Regions from separate parts of the Zea mays genome. Here region 2 is linked to region 1. Evidence: chromatin contacts called from public Hi-C data. All regions are on one chromosome and are shown on one strand. The core of a region is the stretch at or near the end of the contact, and the rest is flanking DNA. Distances in the headings are between cores, read along the strand shown.

Evidence for each region. A called contact is a pair of places that touch in the nucleus more often than the background predicts.
Region 2: a Hi-C map of leaf shows a contact between it and region 1, with 7 times the contacts expected there. The contact joins the promoter of LOC100281835 here to the promoter of LOC100275582 in region 1. A contact is called at or near these places in 4 of 25 Hi-C or Micro-C datasets (bundle sheath, ear, leaf and 1 more).

The regions. Positions count from the first base shown.
Region 1 is chr2:23,704,067-23,710,831 of Zm-B73-REFERENCE-NAM-5.0, forward strand. It overlaps LOC100275582, which reads left to right and starts at 1,945. Exons shown (of 3, transcript NM_001371691.1): 1 at 1,945-3,287; 2 at 4,383-4,516. The coding sequence starts at 2,178.
Region 2 is chr2:24,040,853-24,047,134 of Zm-B73-REFERENCE-NAM-5.0, forward strand. LOC100281835 (secretory protein-like) reads right to left here and starts at 2,719. Exons shown (of 3, transcript NM_001154755.1): 1 at 1,827-2,719; 2 at 679-780; 3 at 1-574. The coding sequence starts at 2,601. The coding sequence ends at 570. It overlaps LOC100286140, which reads left to right. Exons shown (of 9, transcript NM_001414412.1): 9 at 1-420. The coding sequence ends at 126.

The sequences.
Region 1 (6,765 bases), core at 695-3,194:
GGCTGCGCGGCGCGACGAACTGCTCCGGCCGCGTTCTGTTGGGCGGCGCGACGAACTGCCTTTCAGAACCCAATCTCGCTCTATTGAGGCGGTCGATGGCCGGCTTGGACTGGGCGAGGAGCCAGTTCACGGTCTTGCTGGCCTTGTCGAACCCGAGGCGGTCCTGCAGCGCGAAGAACTCTCGCGCGACCCCGACCGAGAGCTGCATCCGGCGGTCGCGGATGCCCTTCGCCGTGCGGATCTTGCTGTGCCAATCCGTCCGGAACGGTCGCTTCCGTAGTACGGTCGCGGCCTGGACGCCGGCGTCATCCACCACCGGCGGCGACCCGTTGCTCGGCAGCTCCCTCTCACCCGCGGAGGCTGAGATCCGGTAGCCACGGTCGTGCTGCACTAGGTGGATCCGGATCTGGGCGGTGTGGTTGTCTGGATCGGGGAGTGGGCTCGGAGGCGACGGCGGCGTGAGTGGAGGTACAACTGCCGCCACCGAAACCCTATTTTTTCTTGCGCACAGCCGCTGTCAGGAAGGTCGGATAGAGTGATCCATTTTATACGATGGTGTTATAGAAAACAAACGTAAACTTATGTACAACAAAGCGTAAAGATGATGTTATATTGGATAGAATAGGTGGTATGCTTGAAGCACCTGGTCGACCGATTGAGTGGGGATCAGGGCTTCATCTAATTAGAGAGAGCCCAGGGCTCCTAATACTATAACTATATATATATATATAGTTTCGTTTTGCTGAAATGTGATAGCTCGTTTAGCTCATGAGCTGACCCGTTAACAAACCGAGCTGCCTCGTCAACAAACCGAGCTAGGATGTCAGCTCAGCTCGTGAAAAAATTCAAATGAGCCGATCCGAGTCGAGCTGACCACGAAACAAGGGAGCTTACGAGCCATGAGTATTTTGTCTAGCCCTAGTGGTCCTGTAGATAAGGTGTTGAGCACCAATTGATCTAATCAATTTTACTTATTATTTTTATCTTATGCATTAGGAGTAGTCCTAGTTTATCATTCCTCTACCTCAAATTTTTACATCTCTTCAGTTTTACGTTGGATGGTCTGCCGACCCCAAGGCACACAATATGTTATCTCCTTCTATACGAGGTCCCTTCTGGGAGACAGGATCTTGATCTGCTGCGAAGAAGACGACCCTCTGCGCCATCGTGGTCCGTCCGAACCCTAGGCGCGGACCGTCCAGACGTACGCAGAGAAGGAGCCACTCCTGCGCGTAGGTCGCGGACCGTCCGGCTCAGGGCCACGGACCATCCACGCTTCCACATAGCACCGTCAGACAGTTCATCTCCCGGTGTTTAGCACCCAGGTTGACGCCAACACAAGGGTTGCTTTCAACCCCTCTTGAGTGATCACATGATCGAACTTGAGTACCACAGTCTTCCTTATCGATATGTATCCCTTTGGCAAGAAATCTTCACAAATTGAAGTCTTTTGCAGAGTCGTACACGAATCCAAGTTACAATCTCGAGCACAAGAAAGGAGGAGAGACTACAAATACAAAAGCAAACGCCATAATACAACGTTATAAAAAAAAGATCACAAGAACGCAAACACAAATGTCTAAAGAAAACGGCTCAAAACCACGATCGGGTCTCACTAGAATCACAAAACTGCGTTATCACAGAGTATCGGAGTTGTGTACGCTCTTGGAGTGATTTGGGGCTGAAGGAGGTCGCTAAGGCGATGACGTCACTGACGCGTAAAACTCCATTCCCATTATCGTCCAGGGTGCTGAACCAAACAGCAGCTTAGTTCTGGATAATTGATGACAGATTAGAATTTTGAATGTCACATTTACCAGAGACTAAAAATCACTTGTGTTCGTCTTCACCGCGATAATAATTCCATCATGATAACACCAACAGCGACGTATTAACCCAAAATCCTCCCTGCAGATAAACACCCCCTCTCCTTCTCTATCTCCTACAGCCAAATCCCCAACTCTTCCAACCGCTCCTCCGCTTAGCGTGCAGATCTAACGATCGCTCCGATCCCAAGCACAACAACTTCTCCAATTCCAATCACCAGCCGATCAGATTTATGCAGTCTTACTGCCGCGAGCGCCAGTCATGCCGCGCGGCAGCAGCTTGGACCAGAGCTTGAGCGACGACGAGGGCTCGGCAGGTGTTGGGGCGGTTTGGGTTCGGCGTCGCTGGCAATGTCCGGGATGTCCGACTCCGCTGGGGGTGTGCGCGCGGGCGCGGAGCTGATGGTGCAGCAGTTCCACCTCAAGGTGCTCCACGCCGTCCTCGCCGTGCGCACGCCGCGCCCGCACGCCTTCGCGGCGCCAGCGGCGGCGTCGTTCAGGCGGAGGGACAGGTGGTTCCATCTCCCGCTCCACGACCCGCCGCCGCCGCCCGAGGCGGCTGACCGCCTGGACGAGCTGGTCCCCGGGGAGCCGCTGGTGGTGGACGTCCTCCTGAGCCCCGCCGGTAGTGTGGGAGCCCGAGGGGAGGTGGTGGAGAGGTGGACTGTGGCGTGCGAGCCCTGGCCGGACGCCGCGGGCGGCGAGGAGGTTGCCGTGAACCGGGCGTACAAGCACTGCTTCACGCTGCTCAGGTCCGTCTACGCCGTGCTCCGCGTCCTCCCGGCGTACCGCATCTTCCGCCTCCTCTGCGCCAATCCCTCCTACAACTACGAGATGGGCCACCGCGTCGACACCTTCGCCGAGCCCTTCTCGCGCCCCCAGGAGGCCGCCATGCGTTCCCAACGCTTTGTTCCCGTCGAAACCCAGCTCGGCCGCCTCGTCGTTTCCGTCCAGTACCTTCCCAGCCTCGCCGCCTTCAACCTCGAGATCACCTCCCTTTCGCCCTCCAAGATAATCCCAGACTACGTCGGCAGCCCAGCCGCTGAGCCCATGCGCGCCTTCCCGGCCTCGCTTACAGAAGCCACGGGCTCCGGCTTCCCACCATCTAATCAGCAGCAGCGCCCGCACAGCTGGGCTTCGCCTGTGTTCTGGTCGCACACGCCGGCACACCAGGCCAGGTTCTCGCCGCCTCCAGTGTTTTACGCGTCACCGACGCCATCGCCTCCCCACTTTCCACCCCGTCTCATGAGGTGGGAGTCTGCACCAATGCCCATACCACAGGTGAGCGAGAGGAGGAGCCCTGCACACCGCCAGAATATGCTACCACCACCTTCGACGAGAAGAGGAGACATGAGGGCAGCAGGTGCTCTACAGTCTCCATCTGAGAGTGGCCGGTTGATTGGGAGGATGGAGGAACTTCGGATAGCTGATCCATATGTGACCTCGTCACCCAGACATAAGGTGCTTCATGACTCTACTTATATGTTCAGCTGTCATACTTGTGTGTGAACTTCAATTCTTCGAGTGCAAGATTGGATCTTTTTGACATGGAGAGCTTGGACAGTAGGATACCTGATGTCCTGATCAACTAGAATGATCTGTATATATGTATTGGCTCTGAGTTAGCTATGGGATAAGTAATCTTTGTTCGTTCATTACTAAATTTAGTTTAACAGTATCATATTTGACAGGCTCATGACACCACTTCATTTTTTGAGCAAGGTGGAGCAGATACTTACAAAATAACAAAAATCAATTATTCACAGTCCAATTATCATGGTTGCATGTATTTATAAAAAACTCGGTTGGGGAGGGAAAGACCGTCATCCCGGTATTTATATTAAGAAGAGACCGAAATAATGGTCCCGGCTGAGAAAATCCACAAACTCTGCCCCCCCCCCCCCCCCCAATCAATAGCGGGCCGTCACCGCCCACCTCTGCAACGGCCCAGCCGGAGGGTGGCGCGCAGGCGCAGGATGTAACCCGGGAGCGGGCGGGACACATCGAAAGGATTTTTTTAACCAAGCCCAAAATTTGCCCCCGAGGGGGATCGAACTCAGGACCTGGAGGTGCCACTTGGAAGTCTTAACCATTACGCTAGAGGCCCTTTCGCGTTGCATATATTTATAGAACCGATTAAACTGCAAACCGGTTGAATTTTGAACCTAAACTTTGGCTTCAAGTTTCTTGATATGTTATTTGTACCAAACTTCACTCATTACCATGTTTGATTGAAGATTTCTTGGCACATACAAAGACACCTAGTCTTGTGTTGAAGCAATAATCCATAAGATATTCAATTTAGCTATTTTTTATACATGCTGCAAGAATACTGCTATTTTTTATGTACAGGTTCAGTGATCCTTGATACTTGTAAAAATGCATGTTGTAATTAATAAGTTGGAATATGAAGAAATGTTTAATGACATGGTGATTTTACTCTTTGCAGTCTATTGGATCTTAATTATCAATTGAAAAGGCACTCTACCAGTTTGAGAATGATTAAGTTGATCTGTTTCTGTTTCCCTCAATTGACACTGTTTGGTGGATATGCAGGGCAAGGACACTAAAGATGGATCTGGCAGATTCTCTGCACTCTCCTCATGCGATTCACCACGGCAAGATGATCTGGATGATGTGGATTACCATTTCGACGTTGATGATGTTGATACTCCAGTCTCCCAACCTCGGTATGTTTAAATAATATCCTTTATGGTCATTTTTGGTGTGTGAGTTTTATAAATTCAACCCTATTGGCTTCATCTGGTTCTGACTATAGAATGCACACCTCAGTTAAATTTCATACTTCTTTTGAAATGGGCAGTAGCACAGTGATAACTTCCCTTCATATAGATAGACTGACTACAGTCATGTGGTAGTGCACAAAATTCATTGGAGATATCAATTTCATGTATTATTCTTTGTCTGTAGAAATTTAATGGTAGCTAATTGTTTGTTTATCTAGCTGTTAAAGAATGTTAGAGCTATATTGTTGGCATGTATAAGCTTTCAGCTCTTTCATGTAGACACATGATTGATCTTGTTAAAGTTCTGCACATTATGGGATTGATGTTACTATGAGGATTTAGAACCTTGGCAAGAGGAAAGTGCCTACAGTATTTGATTAAGCAAAGTTTTTTTTTCATTTTATTGTACAACAAAGTGTGCTGGGAAATTAGTCTGGGACAATCAGATGACAATTAATTTGAGACTTTGAGTCTGCTGCTGGAAGCATTCTTTCATTGTTGTATCTGTGAGGAACCAATCCTAGATGGCCCTGAGCCTAATTGTTGTGACTATTAAGTTGCATGCACCAACTAGTTCAACCCAAAAGTTTAAGTTGATAGGAGTAAGTGGACAATTCATTTATATTATATTCCAATACTCTCCTTCACGTCGAGCCTCTCTTGTGTCTCAGACGTGTAATAGGAGCGAACAACAATTATTTTATTTAATTGCGCTAGTCAGGATTCGAACTCATGACATCTGCCTCTGATACCATATTAAGTTGCATGTACCAACTAGTTCAATCCAAAACCTTAAACTAATAGGAGGAGGTGAGCAATTCACTTATATTATATTCCAACAGTGACCAGTCTTACCACAAGAGCATGTAAAAGGGAGACCCATAGATTGGATTTCTTATTGCTTGATGAATGCTGATGTGCTAGCAACCCTTTTATAGAACTTTACTCCCCCTATGAAACCAGTATTAATCTTATGTGAAAAACATGTCTAATACTTGAATCATAGCTTTAATTGATATCCACTCTAATATTATTATTATCACTTAAACTGATTCTCTTGGCTAATAACCTATAATTGACGAACTAATAAGGAGGCTTATCACCCAGCCCACAGAACTGTGGGTAGTAAGAGCAACTCCAAGAGATGCCGTATACCAACCCGAATAGAATTTTTCGCGCCAAAACTCCACTTTTCTAACCTCCAACAGACTGCTAATCTTTTCCTCATTTTTTCGGCTTCCCACAAAGGCGACTATGGTTCCCGCATATATGCGTGAGCCGAACTCTCCCCAATCCTTAGCACGCGCAATCCAGCAGCCTACGGTGGAGAATGCTGTTGCTGTGGCCTATTAAAGCTCCCTAGCCCATGAATTCCTTTTTAAAAATTTTAGAGTCAATTTTTTAGCATTCTGCTGTGGGTGTACACATTTTTGGGAGTTTTTTTCCAACAGCCCCCAATAAAAGTTTTTGGGGAAGAATTTGTTAGTGTTATCTTGGAGATGCTCTAATCCATGTAAACTGTCTGTAGTGACAGCCCTTAGGGTCTGCATGCAGCAGTAACTCTGAAATACAAATGTAAGCATATACATTATATGCAAAGATGAAAAAAGCTATAACCGTCTTCATTTTGCAAGTTTGTTATTCTATTTTGAGTGGAAGGCATTGTGTTTGTTGAATTTCATCTGGGACCAAGTACTTCATTGTGTTCTAGTGAAGTGGCCGTATCGTTTTGTATTTTTTTGGCTAACTGTGAAAAAACATTTAATTTCATCCATATGTCACATTACGTATGTTGCTATTAAGTTCACTTTAACAATTCATTGAGTTATATATATTTTTAAATAAATTTCACTTATGTTATTGCTAGTCATCTTGATCTGTGACTATGTAGTGGCAAATTTTGCAAGTGTGTACTATGTGGTATGCAGGCAACACTTGTTGCTCAATAGCTTGTGGTTTATATTTATTCTTAGCAAGGTTACTGAGTGGACTTTATAGCATCGGTCAGTTCCTTTTGGCCTTTTGATAACTCCCTACAACAGCAATACATATAATCTTGTTGGAATACAAGTGAATTGTCCACCTCTCCCCATCAATTTAAGCTTTTGGGTTGAACTTATTGGTACATGTTAGCCGGAGGTCTCGAGTTCGAATCCTGGTTAGCATAATCAAATAAAATAATTGTTGCCCGC
Region 2 (6,282 bases), core at 1,469-3,968, 340 kb after region 1:
AGAGCGTTTGCAAACATCTGCAACAGTGGTATATCTGAGATGAAAATGAGGGAGTCGAGCATCAGCGCTTGCAGCAGCTACAACTCGGCGAGGTGGAGCCCGATGGCTCGGGGACACAGTGCTTGATGGTAAAGATCAAATAGCAAAGCCCCCCGAGGTCTGCTGCCCCATGTCCCTGTGAGCGAGCTCGTATCATCTGGGGACTGTGGACCCATCGACGGTTGTACATATCATGCACTTGTGCTCGTGCCTATGTAAAGTAGTAATACCAACTCAACTCTGATCTTCATCCAAGTACCGAAATGATTAAAAGATCAGATGTGAATGCTGTTGCGATGGGTGATCGCAAGTAGGCCATAATCAGTGGACCGAAAATGATGACCCAAATCAAGGTAGTGCTCCTCTGATCGATAGCCCAAATCTATTGCTAACAAAACCAGACTACATGTGCTTTGTGAAGCATTTTGCATGCAGGCCAATCTCGTTCCCGATCCCTCCTTCTCCCCTATGCCGTCCTCGTGCCACCGTCTGAGAGGGAATGTGGAAGCCCGCCGTTTCCAGTGGCCAAGCTAGCCTATTGAGACACCAGTTGCGTGCACGAGGTTAGTTAAGGCAAGGCCCTGGATCGATCCCGCGCGCATGCGTGATTGGACGACGCTTAGGCTTAGCGGATCATACATGCTTTTCTGAGGAACGAGATGAACACCACGAAGATCGCCAGCCCTGCTAAGATTCCGACGATTATGGCCACAGTCCTCCCGACGTCGTCCTGCGAATAATCTGTGACCAGAAGAGGACATCACAGATGCGGGGATTAGAATAGCATACACACATACATAAAGTATATTGCAAAGTCGGCGCACTTGCCCGAGTGCTCCTTCCGTTTTATCGGGAATATATTCATCGGCCGTCAAGCCACAGCCACCCCCCAGTCCCACAAAGTGCGTGCCTATCGCGGCCGCGCAGTCCTAACCCTGATAGATATGCTTGGCGATATGTTATGGTAGGCATTCGGCGCTCTCGGTGGATCAGGAAGGACAACGCTTTTGATCAGTATATACGGCCCAAGAAAGAGAAACCGACGGGCTAGCTAGCTTATGCCTGAAATTGCTTTGCATCTGCAGGTGACGATGCAGCAGCCGTGCAGGAGATACTCAAAATTTACTCTTTTGGTCCTTTTTTTGGGGGTCAAAGAATTAATGTATTGTCACTCCAAAGCATCTATTCTACCTGATTATACTAGGTCCAGTTGTAAATGTGCGGTCCACTACAAACTCCGGGATGATTAGCATAGCCAAACCCCAGATTAATACAATGGCCCGGATTTTGCTGGAGCCGCTACTGATTTGACTGAAAACTAAGTCATTTGGGAGTGAGCTTTGCTGTGGGATTACTCGCCTAGTTTGCAAAGGCCTCGGACATTCTCGTCCTGATCGCCATCTATTGGCATTTGGCAATCCCGTAGGGACAAAAAGGTGGCATGCCCATAGGCCATAGGGAGGAAAAGGGTGTGAAGGACATATTCTGCCTCATCTCTTTGTTACAAACTTTGGGAAGTTTACCTATCGCTTACTGGAATCAATTCTCGCTGCAACTCGAGTCAGCAAATTGTCAGACGTGTCTCTAGCAGCTATCTTATTACACCTTTATTTCAAACTCGATTCTGCAAAACAGCGTAATCTACCGTGTAAATCCTCTAGTATTTTCCACCGTATGTTGCGGACAACCTAAGTAACCCCGCACCAGGTGGTGGTACTCAAACGCAAGCGCAAAACTGCGTGCAATTATTTTTTTGGCTGGAAAATGAATTCAGTAGTTCGCAGTACCTTGTGTGGGGCGGAAGTAGTAGCCGTCGGCCCAGTACCTGACGTAGCACTGCGCCAGGTAGACGTCGGCGGCCAGGGCGGTGCCGCACGTGCCCTTGAGCTGGCCGACCGCCTGCGCCAGGCACGCCGCGCAGTCGGGCGCCGCGAGGTCGCCGAGGCACTGCGCCACGCCCTGCACGCTTCCGGAGCTGCCCGCCTTGTACCCGTTACTACTACCATTATTGGCCGCGCCGCCCTGCAGCAGGTCCCCGGCGAGCACGGCGTCCCGGTCCCTGAGGAACTCGCCGTCGCTGCTGCTGCTGGTGCTGCACTTGCGGTACACCATGGCGGCGTCGGGCGTGCCCAGGAAGTCGGTGCCGTCGTACCGCACGTAGCAGCCCTCCAGCTGCAGCGACGCCGCGTACGCCGCCGCGCACACCTGGCCCAGCTGGCCCAGCGCGTCCCGCACGCACGCCGCGCAGTCGGCCCCCGCCAGGTCCCCGCGGCACTGGTACAGCCCGTACGCCGTCGTGCCGTTGCCAACGCCGCCGGCACCCGCCGTGAAGCTGCTGTACCCGGCCTTGGGCGCCGCGCCGGCCATGGAGGCCAGGAGCGACTCCAGGTTGGCCTCGAAGGGGGTGCCCGGCTGGTACTTGGACGGCGAGCAGCCGGCGTAGATGAACGTGCCGGTGGCCGCTTCGCCGACGCCCGCCGCGCCTAGACCGATGATGATGGCGGCGGAAACAGCTGCGGCGACGCGCGAGCGGCAGAGACGATGGCTGCGCGGGCGATGCATAGCTGATGACGATGAGACGGAACGGAAGTGCACCGTGCGTTCCTTCGTGCGCCGCTGGCTGGCTGGCTGACTGGCTCTGGGGGGAGCAGTGGCGATCGCGCGATGCTTTTCCGTCTAGGCAGTGAGGAGAAAGGTGGTGGTGGTGGTGGTGGTGGGGAGCTTATATATACAGAATAATAAATGCGCGCTTCCGTTGTGCTTGGGGCAGACGCAGACCGGAGGAGGACTTGTGGTGCGCCGTGCGCGCGCGGCCTCTCTAGAATTTTATGCGTCGGTTCGAGCCCACACGACGATTATTCCTGATCTGACTGAACGTACGGCTGGACGGACCTCGTCTCGTCTGGCCAGTGGCCGGTGACGATGACTCCCGTCTATGAGCAGGACTACGGGAGGAGTAGGCACAGGGCCTGGAACGGCCGTCGGTTCTCGCTCCCTCTGTCTCCCCAGCTGGCGATAAGGGTGCAGCATGGGCGGTAGCGTGGCCCGACTCCGACCCTTGTCGCAGACCGGTGACGCCTTGACGAGTGCGCGCCACCGGGATGACCTGTTTGTTCATCGGTTTATGGTGATCGCGACTTGCTTTCGCGTGATTCGAGGATCTGTGTGTCCGTGTGCCCTGCCTGTCGCTGTACGTCCGGGTGTGATCGCTTCCATGACTCATAATAGTGGCGCAGTACTATGCAATATGACAGTAACGTCATTTCGGGTGGGTTACTTAGGTCGGCTTGCTGGCGGCACTAATCCCCGGCTGTTGGTATGGTTCAATGGGGTCCAACGATCCAGTGTGCTTCTCAGGGTGGGAGAAAATCCCTCCAGCCGACTGTAGAGAAGCAATAGTACAGTGTACAGTCTCCGTTCGATTTGTAACACGTGTCCATTCTATTGCTATCATCAGACATCAATCTTGGAGCACCTACATGCCTTATCGTCAACGTCGAACTATCGAAGCGTCTAGACACTAGAGCACTGTGGTTTCCTTCCATCGATCGAGCGGGGGCTTTACTGGATAGTCTGGATTCGTCGAGATAGGAAAAAAAAAAAGATGTAGTACATTTGGGCCTCCCATCAATCTTGGAGGCCTCCTCAACAGAAGCATACTGGGCTCTTAGCGTCGGGTGGTCACGAAATCGTTTTATTGAGGAGGAGGAGGAGGAGGCCCTGTATTTATTTACTTCATATAAGGGCTAGTATATTTCCTGAAGCAAGGCCCAAAATCTGATTTGATGGGAAAGGCGTTGTGGCAGTGCTGGACTGGTTGGCCCAGGCCTTCAGTCCTCGTTTAGCCATGCTTTGGACTTTGGAGTCATGTAAGACTGAGCTAGCCTTAGAACTAGTATATGTCTATATGATTTAGCATTGGGTACAAGGAGTTACAAGAGGGAAATCGAACTCAGGATCCGAGGACTGTTACTGAAGTCATCTAACAAACTCAGCTAGAGTGGTTTTTCTTTGCGTCTAACTATACTCCCCTTGTTTGCCCTAATTTGCTTGCTCTCGCTCTCGTCATTTTCCAGAAAGGCTATCGGATGAACTGCCTAAATATATGCTCCGGGTTCGGTACTTCGGTTTGCCCCGAGAGAGTTCAGTTTGCGCTTAATCTTGGCCATCCCTGCACCTGCACGCGTCACATCATATAATAATACAGAACCCTGCAACTAGTATGCAACCGACAGCCACGCACTGAATATACTGCCATCACGCATCCGGAGCCATCTATGCTTTGGGGGTGTTTGGTTACCCCAAACTAAAATTTAGCCCCTGTCCCATCGAATGTTTGAACCTCCGTTTCGGGTATTAAATGTAGTCGGATTATAAAACTAATTTGTCAGCCGAAGATTAAAAGACGAGACGAATCTAGTCCAGTTGGTTGGGTCTATATTTCATACTCCTATTTAAAAGTCAAACGCTTGATGTGAACCGGGCTAAACTTTAGCAGGGGCAACCAAACACCCCTTTTGTCTTCCATTTCCTTCTCACACTTACCGGAGCTAGCTGTGCCTTGCATCGTTACCACATACATGATGTAAACGGAGTGTCTTGACTCGATCCGCAACGAGTACGGACACCGCGTCGTCTTGTTCTCGTCGTCCTAAGGTATTTTTCCCAATGCAGAAAAGATACGGCAATGCTAAATCATATATGTTCCGTTCGAATTAAAGCTGACTGTTTGACTCGTGCAACTGCAATAAAAAAATATTGTACAGGCAATAGAATCTGATACAAATTAAAGTCAAACAAACAGTCTCGATCTGGATAGCTGGCACCAAATAATCCAACCCTAACCAACTCCAGATATAACATACATCACCGTCCAGCGCAAAAATTTAGCTTGTTCGCTTGGATTTAACATGTATCAGCTTCTAACACTTCTACATTGTTTTGTCTCTAGATTATAGCTACAGTATTCAGAATAGCTGGTTTTAATCAAAGTCAACAACCCAACAACTCGAATGGTAGCATGCCGTAACGGAAGTCCTCATTTTTTGTACCTGCCGTGAGCCCGTGACCGTTGCTGACATTGGGATCTAAGCTAAGGAGTGATGAGCTGATTTGTCTGTCCAGTTTTCCAACCTTGCAGCGCTCTCCTGTATTACAGTGACACCATCTCCAACCACTCCTACAAAATTTTCTTCTGTCTATATTTTCTATTATATTTTACTATATCGTTCCAAAAGATATTTTCACCATATATAAGACATCATTGACTTTTTTAAAAAAAAAAATTGGTCACCCATCTTATTAAAAATAATAAGTAATTATTTATTTTGTTGTGATTTATTTTATCACTTAAGGTAGTTTGTGTTTAATTTAAAATTTTACATTTCTGAACGAAAGTAGTATAATTCAATTATTTATCATTTTTCATCAATTTTTTAAGTTTTAAAAAATCATAGAGTATTTATACTATCACAATACATATTGTTATTAGGTAACAATACTTAAAGAGGATTAATATTATAAAGAAATATGTAATTAAAATAAGGTGGAGATTAGAGGTCCCCATATATGGGTGGATCAGTGTCACACCCGGATTTTGGGACACCAAGACCCGGGCGCGAACATAATCACCAGGTGTGCTGGGACCAAGTCTCACACATATGATGAATCATGGCACATGATCGAATGTCACATCTTTACTATATAATAGAAGTTCTATACAAAATAAATAATTACATTATAAGGAGACAACGGTCCAGCAACCCAAAGTTGACTGGGAGACGACGGCCTAGACCTCTCACGAACACAACGCAGCATCCTCCATGCGCCTCATCATGTGGTACCTGTTCTTGACCTGTGGGGGGTGTGAGACAGCAAGAGTGAGCTCACATACGTTCATAGCTCAACAAGTTGTGGGGAATAATGTGCATGAACTTGCCAAAGGTGGGAGCTCACGTGAAGTGTAAGGCTTACCAAAGAGGATGGTTGAAGCTGAGCATTGCTTTTAAAGTTGGTCAAAATTTTATTAGTAATTACTAAGTATAAGTAAATACCAAACCCAATTAAGTAGTAGAACAAAAGTAATAACATCACCTGCGATGCAATGCATATGACAAATTGAATTTAGTTCCATAAATTAATCATGTGAGGGTCCGAGTTGCTCATGACCGTGAGCACGGCTAGTATACCAGTTTTACACTCTGCACAGGTTGCGCATCTTTACCCACAAGTCATGTTACCCAT